3 separate regions of the Zea mays genome follow, and regions 1 and 3 are each linked to region 2. Evidence: chromatin contacts called from public Hi-C data. All regions are on one chromosome and are shown on one strand. Each heading gives the region's core, a stretch centred on a gene start, on an enhancer-like site or on the middle of the called end of the contact. The rest is flanking DNA. Distances are from core to core; before and after follow the strand shown. Region 1 holds the start of LOC100277374. Region 2 holds the start of LOC541810 (delta-COP). Region 3 holds the start of LOC100274146.

Evidence for each region. Hi-C and Micro-C count contacts between places; a contact is called where the count stands out from the background.
Region 1: a contact with region 2 is called in a Hi-C map of endosperm, with 2.8 times the contacts expected there. The contact joins the promoter of LOC100277374 here to the promoter of LOC541810 in region 2. A contact is called at or near these places in 4 of 25 Hi-C or Micro-C datasets (ear, endosperm, leaf and 1 more).
Region 3: a contact with region 2 is called in a Hi-C map of ear, with 1.8 times the contacts expected there. The contact joins the promoter of LOC100274146 here to the promoter of LOC541810 in region 2. A contact is called at or near these places in 2 of 25 Hi-C or Micro-C datasets (ear and leaf).

The regions. Positions count from the first base shown.
Region 1 is chr3:139,159,165-139,162,409 of Zm-B73-REFERENCE-NAM-5.0, forward strand. It overlaps LOC100277374, which reads right to left and starts at 1,266. Exons shown (of 1, transcript NM_001150954.2): 1 at 450-1,266. The coding sequence starts at 1,106. The coding sequence ends at 615.
Region 2 is chr3:138,955,612-138,958,935 of Zm-B73-REFERENCE-NAM-5.0, forward strand. It overlaps LOC541810 (delta-COP), which reads left to right and starts at 1,820. Exons shown (of 12, transcript NM_001111491.1): 1 at 1,820-1,912.
Region 3 is chr3:138,757,402-138,760,547 of Zm-B73-REFERENCE-NAM-5.0, forward strand. It overlaps LOC100274146, which reads right to left and starts at 1,261. Exons shown (of 3, transcript NM_001148524.1): 1 at 961-1,261; 2 at 1-236. The coding sequence starts at 236.

The sequences.
Region 1 (3,245 bases), core at 16-2,515, 200 kb after region 2:
CAGCGAGCATTCTCCTTTCACAAATGCTGAGCTGCTCTGCATTGGTTCCATGGTCGGTATGGAGCGTTGACCGTGGTTTTTTAGATGGCAACCCGGGCGGATGATGACGTGGACATTGAAATTGTGTCTTCACGGACTGTTCAGCTCAGAGTTGCACCGGTGCGACCGACGTGGCCGTGGCCGTGGCGTCTGGTTTCGATAGACAATTCAAACACTTGAACACCAAATACCGCAAACTACTCAACAGCTAGCATCATGAATTGGTCTCATGTTCACAGATCAGGAAAAAGAAAGGATTCCTAGACACATGATGAGGGCTCCTTTGAATTGCAAGATTTTTTCCACTTCCTGGGTTGCGTTTTTTCTGTGAAAATAAACTGTTCTGTAAAAAATCTTATATGATTTTTCCGAAATTCCTACAAACCAACCCACCCAGGGCAACAAGATCACCGCAAATAACTTGCTCAAAGTCCGCGAAATAAACAAAAATTAAAGGACGAGGAAAAATAGCTAATCGCCGGCTCCGACTCGATCGATGCACAAGTGTATATATAGCCAGCTAAATCAGCAAGGCAGTCCTAATAATCACCGCCGGCTGAAGGCTGCGTCATGAGTCACGACGAGGCCGCCGCCTCGGCATCATAGCCGCGGCAGCGCGGGCTCTCGGCGAAGTCGTCGATCGGGAACGACGTGGCGACGGGGCCGATGTAGAAGCTGAGCGTCTCCCCGGCGCGGTCCACCTCGCCGACGCCGAGCCACAGGAACAGCACCTTCACGCTGATCCCCCGCAGCGCCGTGAGCGAGCCGGCGGCGACGGACCCGGACACGCGCGCCTCGTAGCGGACCAGCCACGTCCTCGCCAGCAGGAACTCGCAGGCCCGCGGGAAGTACACCTCGAAGGCGCCGTCCGCGCCGAGCTCGTACCCTGTCACGCCCGCCGGCAGGATGCCCCGCGGGAAGCCGTACCGCTCCAGCATCTCGTACGCCGTCGGCGACGTCTCGGTCGCGTTGCCGCCGCCTCCGGACGCCTCGGCGGCTGCTTCTTCTGCTACGGCCGTGGCCGCCAGCAGCAGGAGCAGCATGAGGGAGTAGTAGCTGCTGGCCATGGAGGAGCAGAGCAGAGCAAAGTAGGTGGGGGGACTGGCTCCTCCGATTATTCCGAGCTGGCTGCTAGTGTTTGCGCTTCGCTTACTTGTCCTTTGGAATCTGGAATGGCTTGGTGAGTTGCTATTGGATGGATCTATGTCGTGCTGTTCGGGTAGTGATGATTTTTTTTTCTTCTACGTACTATTTAATCTGTTCGTATTTTGACGGGGCGTATATTCCCTAATTAATTAGTTGAGGTTGATGTAATTGACCAATCATACAAGAGGTTGTACTTGTCACGTTGTGGCAGTTGGCTGGCCACTCGGGGGGTGTCGATTATCTTCTCATAAACTAACGCAGCCCACGGCGGTTGTCTTTGATTCGAGAGGGCCGCACAAAGAGCCCCCTTTAAGGTGGCTCGGTGGTTCATTTTCAGAATGAAACATAAAATTTTCTTTTAAATTAAAAATAACTCGTACTACCGAAATCCGGACCTTTGCCGAGTGTTAGGATCTTTGCCGAGTATTTTTTATCGGGCACTCGGCAAAGTCCTGCATTCGGTAACGTGCTCGTTTGTCGATTGCAGGACACTCGGTACAGAAATACACTCGGTAAAGAAGTCTTTGTCGAGAGCCGAACACTCGGCGAAGGCGTCGCTCGGCAAAGAGCCGTCAGCGGCCGTCTAAAGCTGACAGCCGTTAACCTTTGTCGAGGGTCAAGAGTTGGCACTCGGCAAAGACCTCTTTACCGAGTGCCTGTTTTGGGGCACTCGGCAAAGTATATTTTTATTTTTTTTTTATTTTTGTCAACCAAACTTTTTGTGGTATGTTCCTACACTATGTAAATCTATATGTATCATTTTGGGACAATTATAACAATGTTTTCAATAGCCAGTAGATTTAGTTCGTTTATTTGCCGATTGTCTAGTATAACACATGCAATCTCTTCTCTGTACAGGACCAATCCGGGGCAGCATCCAACAACCCTCATGGTTCGCCCAGCCCAACGTAGCACCAGTCCAACCGCCCACCTCAATGAGAGTTATGTTTTTAGTGTTTAGACTACAAAACTTATGTTGCATACTTATGTCAGAGCTTTAGACTTATGTGTTCATACTTCTGAACTTGTGTTGATACTTCTAAACTTGTGTTGATACTGTTTGTGTTGAGAACTTCTGGACTTATGTTTGTATATTAATGTTTATGTTGGATATTTATGTATGTGATGATATGTGATGTATATATGTGATATCTGTTAAATATCTTTTGTTTGTTTGCATGGAATAGGAAAAACAAATAAAAAAGGTGTGTACTGGTCACTTTGCCGAGTGTTGCCGAGTGTCAGGACCATAGCACTCAGCAAAAAACCAAGACCTGGGCACCGGTATAGGTTCTTTGCCGAGTGTAGTGGCTCTGGCACTCGGCAAAGAGGCACGCTTTGCCGAGTGCTATATAAAGCACTCGACAAAGAACCTGACATGGGGACCCGCTGACGGATTCTTTGCCGAGTGTTGGCCGATAGACACTCGGCAAAGGTAACTTCTTTGCCGAGTGTCACCTAGGACACTCGGCAAACACGCCGTCTCCGTCACCCCGGCGCCGTGACGGCGACTTTTCTTTGCCGAGTACTTCCTGGCACTCGGCAAAGTCTGTGCGAGTGCCCGAGAAAAAGTACTCGACAAAGAAGGCTTTGCCGATGTACTGTGTGTCGAGCCCGCTTTGCCGAGTGCGACACTCGGCAAAGCCTTTTGCCGAGTGTTTTTTAGGCTTTGCCGAGTGCTTCAGACACTCGGTAAAGCCGTCGATTCCGGTAATGACGATTTTAAATGCTTTTTTTAAAAAAAACTTCGGCTCGACTCATTAAGTAAGATTTAAAGTTGGGTTTTAAACAATTTAGATGATTAATAAACAAGATCATGTCAAATTCCAAGGAAGCTCACCCCTTGGACGACTATGCATTTTTGTCGCCCAGAATACACAATATAAATGAGTTATTGTGAGGGGAAAGCTCATTATAAAAAATTTAGGGAGTTGTACACAGTATATTACTCGAGCTCAGAAAACCACCTTTGACCATAGATTTTTTTTTCCCTCTAACCTTGCTCATGTAGTAGGGGTAAGACTAAGAGGCTCGCAGCGTCATTATCATTATTCATATAT
Region 2 (3,324 bases), core at 570-3,069:
TACCACTTGATTTGTTTCCCCTCTTTCCTCTATCCAAAAGTTTCCTTGCTCATATTGATTTGAGTTTACTCCCAAACGCTATCCGCATTGATTGAGCAACTCTAGGAGAACTATCTTTTGTACTCCGATTTAATTCTAACGCTAGTCTCGGTCTTAGTGCGTGTTTAAAGTTTGTAAATTTCAGATTTCGCCTATTCACCCCCCTCTAGGCGACTATCAGAAAGTGGCTCCTTCACATGCGTTTCCTTCAATGAAAGTAGAGCGGAGGGTAGACATATTGGTCACTGGAGTAGTCTTTCATTAACTGGTCATGGACGGTTTCACGATCCTGGTTGATATAGCTTTGATGTTATGTCCTTCGTCTCCACCTCGTTGCAGACTCGGAGGAAAGCTTTATTACCACATCCATCATAGTTTGATGCAATATATCGAGTACCTCATCTTCGGTCATCTCAACATCCGAGCTTGAGAAAGACATGATGATAAAGGTAGAGTGAGATGACTACAATATAAAGTGGTAAGAGCGTTTTGAAGAGTATGGGATGTGAATGAACTCACACACTCCTGCATTATTTATAGGTCGAATTTTAGTTTTTTCTACTTTTTAAAATTTCAAATAGTTTAAACTAATCATAAACTTCCACGTGGCAACATGTAGTCGATACTAATTGGTCGAAGTTGGTATCAAACGGTTCCCCAGAGCGCGAGTCAGAACAAGCCAACCGATCAACGGCCCCACCGACCAGACATTTGAATCGACCGATATTAGGACCGAAGCGAACGGTACCGATCGACCGTGTCGTCACATCATCGACGTGTGTTGGATCTAGTCAAAGAAGACTAGAAAGCTCAAAGGGGACCACAACCCATGCTCAAGTGCCCATCCATCGGTCTAGCCCACTGCCACAAGGCATAGGCTAAGGTTGACCCGAGCCTTTTCATGCTATATCTATCACCATATCAGCTATAGATCAGTCTATATCGATCATCATCAACTTTTATCTTTCAGCCTATAATAATGAAGTCTTCTCATCACCATTTTTACAGACTTTTAATTAACATAAAATGCAATGTTTTATTAAAATAAAATACATATGCTATCTATACCACTATATAATTCACCAAAACCAAATCACCCCACAACCATAACCTCCACTAAATCCACCAAATAAATTACATCCAGACTTTAACAATCAAAACCAACGATTCGGATTGCTGGATAATCCTCTCTCCCTTTCTCACTAAAAATCCAATGGACAATATTAGTTGGATCATCTTTCATCCCTCCTTCCCTGCGACCCCGCCGTTCCTCCCCTCACTCGCGGCACCACCATCATCATGGATCCCTCCTCTCACCTCTCCGAGATCGTAACATTAGCGCTGACTATATACTGGTGTAATTAAGACAATAAAATTACATAATTCTCAACAACAATTAAATATTACATAACTCAAACATAATAATAAAAATATACAAGTTATAAATAAAATTATATAACTTAAACATAAAAATAAAAAACTAATAATTAATAAATAAAATCTAATTTATAGATCAGATTATAGGACTTTTTTATTTCTCAATTTCAAATGGTTTAAAAAAACAATTAATTAACGTGATATCAATTAAAACACGCCATTTTGCTACGCTGAGCGTTATCGACCAATTCATCCAATAGTGGATACTTTGTCTCCAAGTCTCAAAACCCAATTCGACCCACTTGGAACCGGCCTTGTTCCCCGTTGGATCCAGCCTAATAAAATTCCCCATTCCAACACACACAGATCTCGCATCCCGGCAGTGGCGACGAATCTCGCGGGGCGGAGGTGGTGGCGCGACAGAGGCGGTGTCGACTCCGACGAACTCGCAGCCACCGGTGGATACGCACCAGCAGCACCGGCGCACTCCACCGACGTATGTTGTCGCCTCAGGCTCCTCTTCCCTTCAACATTTTCTTGCTCGATTTCGATCACCAACAGTCCAGCCACTTGGAGCACTGATTTGTAGTTCCGTTTAGCTTAACGGATAGGATTCGCCAACTCTCCGCCTGGCCCTTTGCCGGCGACGAGCGTAAAACAGGCAAGGCCGCCCCTTAGCTCCCTTTACGGCCATGCGCAACCGAGCACACCATTTCTGGCCAGATCCAGGCGTCCTTCCGCCGCTCTGTTATCTTTCATGGCGACCACTGCATGTCATGGGTAGAGGCTCCTCTAGATCCGGGCCGCCTCTGCCAATTTACTTTTCGGTGTACTCTCCTAGATCCAGGCTGCCTTTGCCAATTTCCTTGCATGTTCGGGTGCTATGCACGTCGACACTTTTTTCGGGCCCGTTTAAAATGTGCTACCCTGAATCTGAATGATATCAAGGGTTTGTTGTTTTGGATGACTTTCTGAAGTTCTTTTTTGATCTTTGTTTACTTTCATTGACCTCGAACGATGTGATGACTGTAGTAAAACATCAGCTTTGCACCAGTGCGATGCTGTAGATATATGTCCTTGATAATGTGTTAATAACACAGTTGAACTAAATATGATACAAAAAAATGGCTGTTTAAGGACCTTGATTTGTTTGCTTGTAAATGTCGTTGGCCAACTAACTTAAAACCATTGTGGCCCTCTTCTAATTGTTTTCTGCATCATATGATACAACTATTTAGTGTTGATTTATGTACAAACTTATTTGAGTATAAGTGGCATATTTAGGGTGTGTTTGGTAGGGATCTATATTTTCATAGAAACATTTTGGACGGCGAATTAGAATCACTAGACTGTTTGGCTGCCTCTAGCGCAATGATTAAGGCTTCCGAGTATCACCTCCAGGTCCCGGGTTCGATCTCCCTCGGGGCGAGAATTTCGGGCTTGGTTAAAAAAATTCCCTCGTTATGCCCCACCCACTCCCGGGTTACGTCCTGCGCGCCACCCTCCGGCTGGGCCAGTGTAGAGTGGGCGGTGACGGCCCGCTAGTGATGTGTGGGGGGGGGGGGGGGGCAGGTTTCGGGGATTTTCTTGGCCCGGACCATGTTTCGGTCTCTTCTTAATATAATACCGGGAGGTCGGTCTTTCCCTCACCGGCCGAGTTTTTTCTGATTCAAAAAAAGTTTTTTTTCAGTCAATCCTTTTTTGTGGGTGAAGAACAACATAAATACAACCCATTTTTAACATGTACTTAAAAAGGATTAACTGAAAAGACGACGTCAGAAGAAGAAGCAAAATCGTTGTGGAACCACGTTTTCACCGTTTCATGATTGTAGGCGGCATGCTGCGATGCGAATCATTCCAAGCAGAAACCTTTTGCTGGTGTGCTGTTTGGCTCTGATTTTTTCTATC
Region 3 (3,146 bases), core at 11-2,510, 200 kb before region 2:
TTCCCTACTACAAGCAACTTCCTCCAGGTGATGTAATCATTCTTAAACTTGTCCCATTTGTTCTTAAGCTGCAATTTTGTATAGAGAAGCTCTGTCCTCTGCTGAAACTTAGCCGCAACTTGGCGGTAACCAATGTTGTTCAGATGCGTGTTTGGCCTGTTCCCAGCCCGAACTTGTTCTTCAAAGAGTTCGCAGACAATCCTAGTGTGTTCATCATTCCACTCGGCTTCTGGCATCTGCACTAACAACACACATTGAATAGCATCAGCAACATACAATTGTGACATGCAAAGTGAGCGATTCTGCAGGCGAACATAGTGATAGATACAACACAACAGCAAACAGAGGTCACTCCCAAAAGATGTCAATCCTAACGCTGTTGTAGAAAATTAGAGACAGTATCTGAACAATAATGCTATATAAAAACTTAAAACGACACTGATAGTGGCTATACTAGGCTACTTTCGTACGATGTTTCAGGTTTAACCTACAATATTTTAATGCTAGAAACTACGAAACAGTGAAGGGCCTGAACAACGACCCTGCACATACAAGACTGCTGTAGAAAGATGTTTAAGCTTTTTTTCTACATAATATTGCACAAACCACATCACAGGAAAGATGAAGGGAGAAGTGTGAAAGTGTATGCGAAAGGCCACATCACTAAACCGCGCACTCATGGAATTAGAGTATAGTGCAAGTTCGACAAGTAAAATGCAAGTGTTCTGTTCAATTGTGCGGGCAGCAAACGTCAGAGAAATTCATTGTATTGAAAATCAATAACCCATCCTGCAGCTAGTTGGTCTCGATGGGTCTGATCACCCGTTCAGGCAAGGAATTTTCTGGAATTTGTTGTTGGATTGCTCGAACCTACCAAAAATTAAGGGCGCAACCGTAGAAACCCTAGCTAGAACAGAGAATTCAATTTCAATCTGCCAAGCAACGTTAGGGCTTCCTTACCCGAACGACGAAAAGGTGAGGACGAATTCGAACCGAGTCCGGTCCGATTCCCGCTCCGCTCAGCAGCGACCCAGCAGCACCAGCGGAGCGCGGCGAGGCGAGGAGGTGATGGCGGCTGCTATCCTAGAGAAATCCTCGCTCGACTGAGCGGCGCGCTATGATTCAATGGGCGTGGGAGCGCGCTCAGCGGAGGGGTCGGTGGTGCGGGCAGGCCGGGTGGGCCGGGAGAAGAAGAAGCAACACCCGCCAGCCGGTCGGTGGCCTCGCCGCGCCGGCGCGGGGGGAAGGGCTGGAGTGTGACGAGGCGGTGATTCGGTGAACGGGGGTGTTCGTTTTTTTAGTTTGTATCAGATGGGATATTTTTAATTAAAGTAACTAATATGCAAGCAGGTACTATGTACAATCACGGTAGATATTTTGATCTATTAAATCTAGATGTAACGCTAGATTATATTTAACATTTAAACCCTTTCATCACCACCTGATATAGCTTTATAAAAAAACTCTCTAACAAATCATAATTGTATCTACCGTTGGATATAGATCTAACGAACTAAAAAGTCTGCTTGCACGCTTGCACCTAGTACCTGCTTACATATTAGTCGTTGTCTTTTATTAATTAGGGCTAGTTTAGAAACCAGAAAACCGGAGAAGATTGGAAGAACTAAGGGTGTGTTTGGTTGAAGAGTTAACTAAAATGGAGAGACTCCATTCCGATTTTTTAGAATAGAGTCGTTCTATTCTACGTTGGCTGTGTGTTTGGTTGAGTTGTGGAGAAAAATATAGTGACTCCATTCCTATTTTTTGGATGTTTGGTTTACAACAAAACAGGAGCGGAATGACTCCTGGAGTCACCATATGGAAATTTAACATAAATAGTTATAATGCTCCTACTCCACAAAAACGATCGGATACGAGCGATCTCTTAGATGTGAGCGCTTTCCTCCCTCTCCTACCCTCTACACTCAATCACTCATATAGATCTCCAACCAAACAGAGAACGGAACGACTCTGCTCTATTCTACTCTTCAACCAAACAAAAAATGGAACGGCTTTGTTCTGTTTGTCAAACACGGAATAAAACGGCTCTATTATCAAAAACTAGAATGGAGCCGCTCTATTCTAGTTGACTCTCCAACCAAATGTGCCTAAAATCCTTTATTATTCAAAATAGTCCTTATAGTGACAATTATGTCGGGGGAAAGATCCCAAACCCCTGGCCCCACTAGTCAGTAGAAGGATGAGAAAAGGATCTGTCTCGAAAGAATCCGATCTCGGATAGTCTTGAGGCATCGAGCCTGGATTCGGACGAGGTGGGGGCCAGAAGGGGGTCGGGCTGATCGAGGGGAAACCACTTGAGTGGATTCTACATTTGATCTAGGATTGACCTGTCGTAAGTGACCGACCGCATTAACTGCACATGACACCGAGCCACAGTGAGAGAGTCGATCCACCTTCCACTCATGACCTATGGGCCCCTAGGCCTACGGCTCGCTCATGACTTACCGAGCCTAGGCCTGAGAGCACTAGCTGTCTACAGGGGCCGCAACACGACAAGTCGCGATGAGACCCAGGCTATGGAGGTCAAGGCTCAGTGTGGCACATAGACGGTAACATTGATGCCGGGGCACTTCGCCACCAATGACGCCAGCCATTGAAGACTGGATGTAGGAACGTTCTGCCTGAACCAGTATAAATCTCGCACCCACTAGGCACACCATCCGGACCATGGAACGTGCACAAACAAATTTATTTATCAGAGCTGTTTCGAAACAACAATAGTTGGCGTGACAGGTAGGAGCCTGGCACATTCTCGACGCTTTCCTCTCCAAGCTCTGGATGGCCAGCCTCGACTTCATCATCAACAGCAAAGGGGAGATGCTCAAGGCCCTGGAAACCCGGCCCCTTCCACCTAGTGACCTCGACACCATCATAGAGGCCCTCGGTGGCCTCCGCCTCGCTCCACAGAAGTAAGACGGGGGGGCAAGGATCGACCTCGCCCTCTAAGAGTGATGAGATAAGATGACAGATCATGATCTATATGGGACCCGACCCATCATACGATGATCTATGGGTCTTCTTCTCGTCCTATGCAAGCCTCTCTGTGTTGTACTGCGGCAAAAGGTCAACCCTCCATGATGGTTGCGGTGACATCCCCGAGGCGTTTTTCCCCCACCTGCGTCACA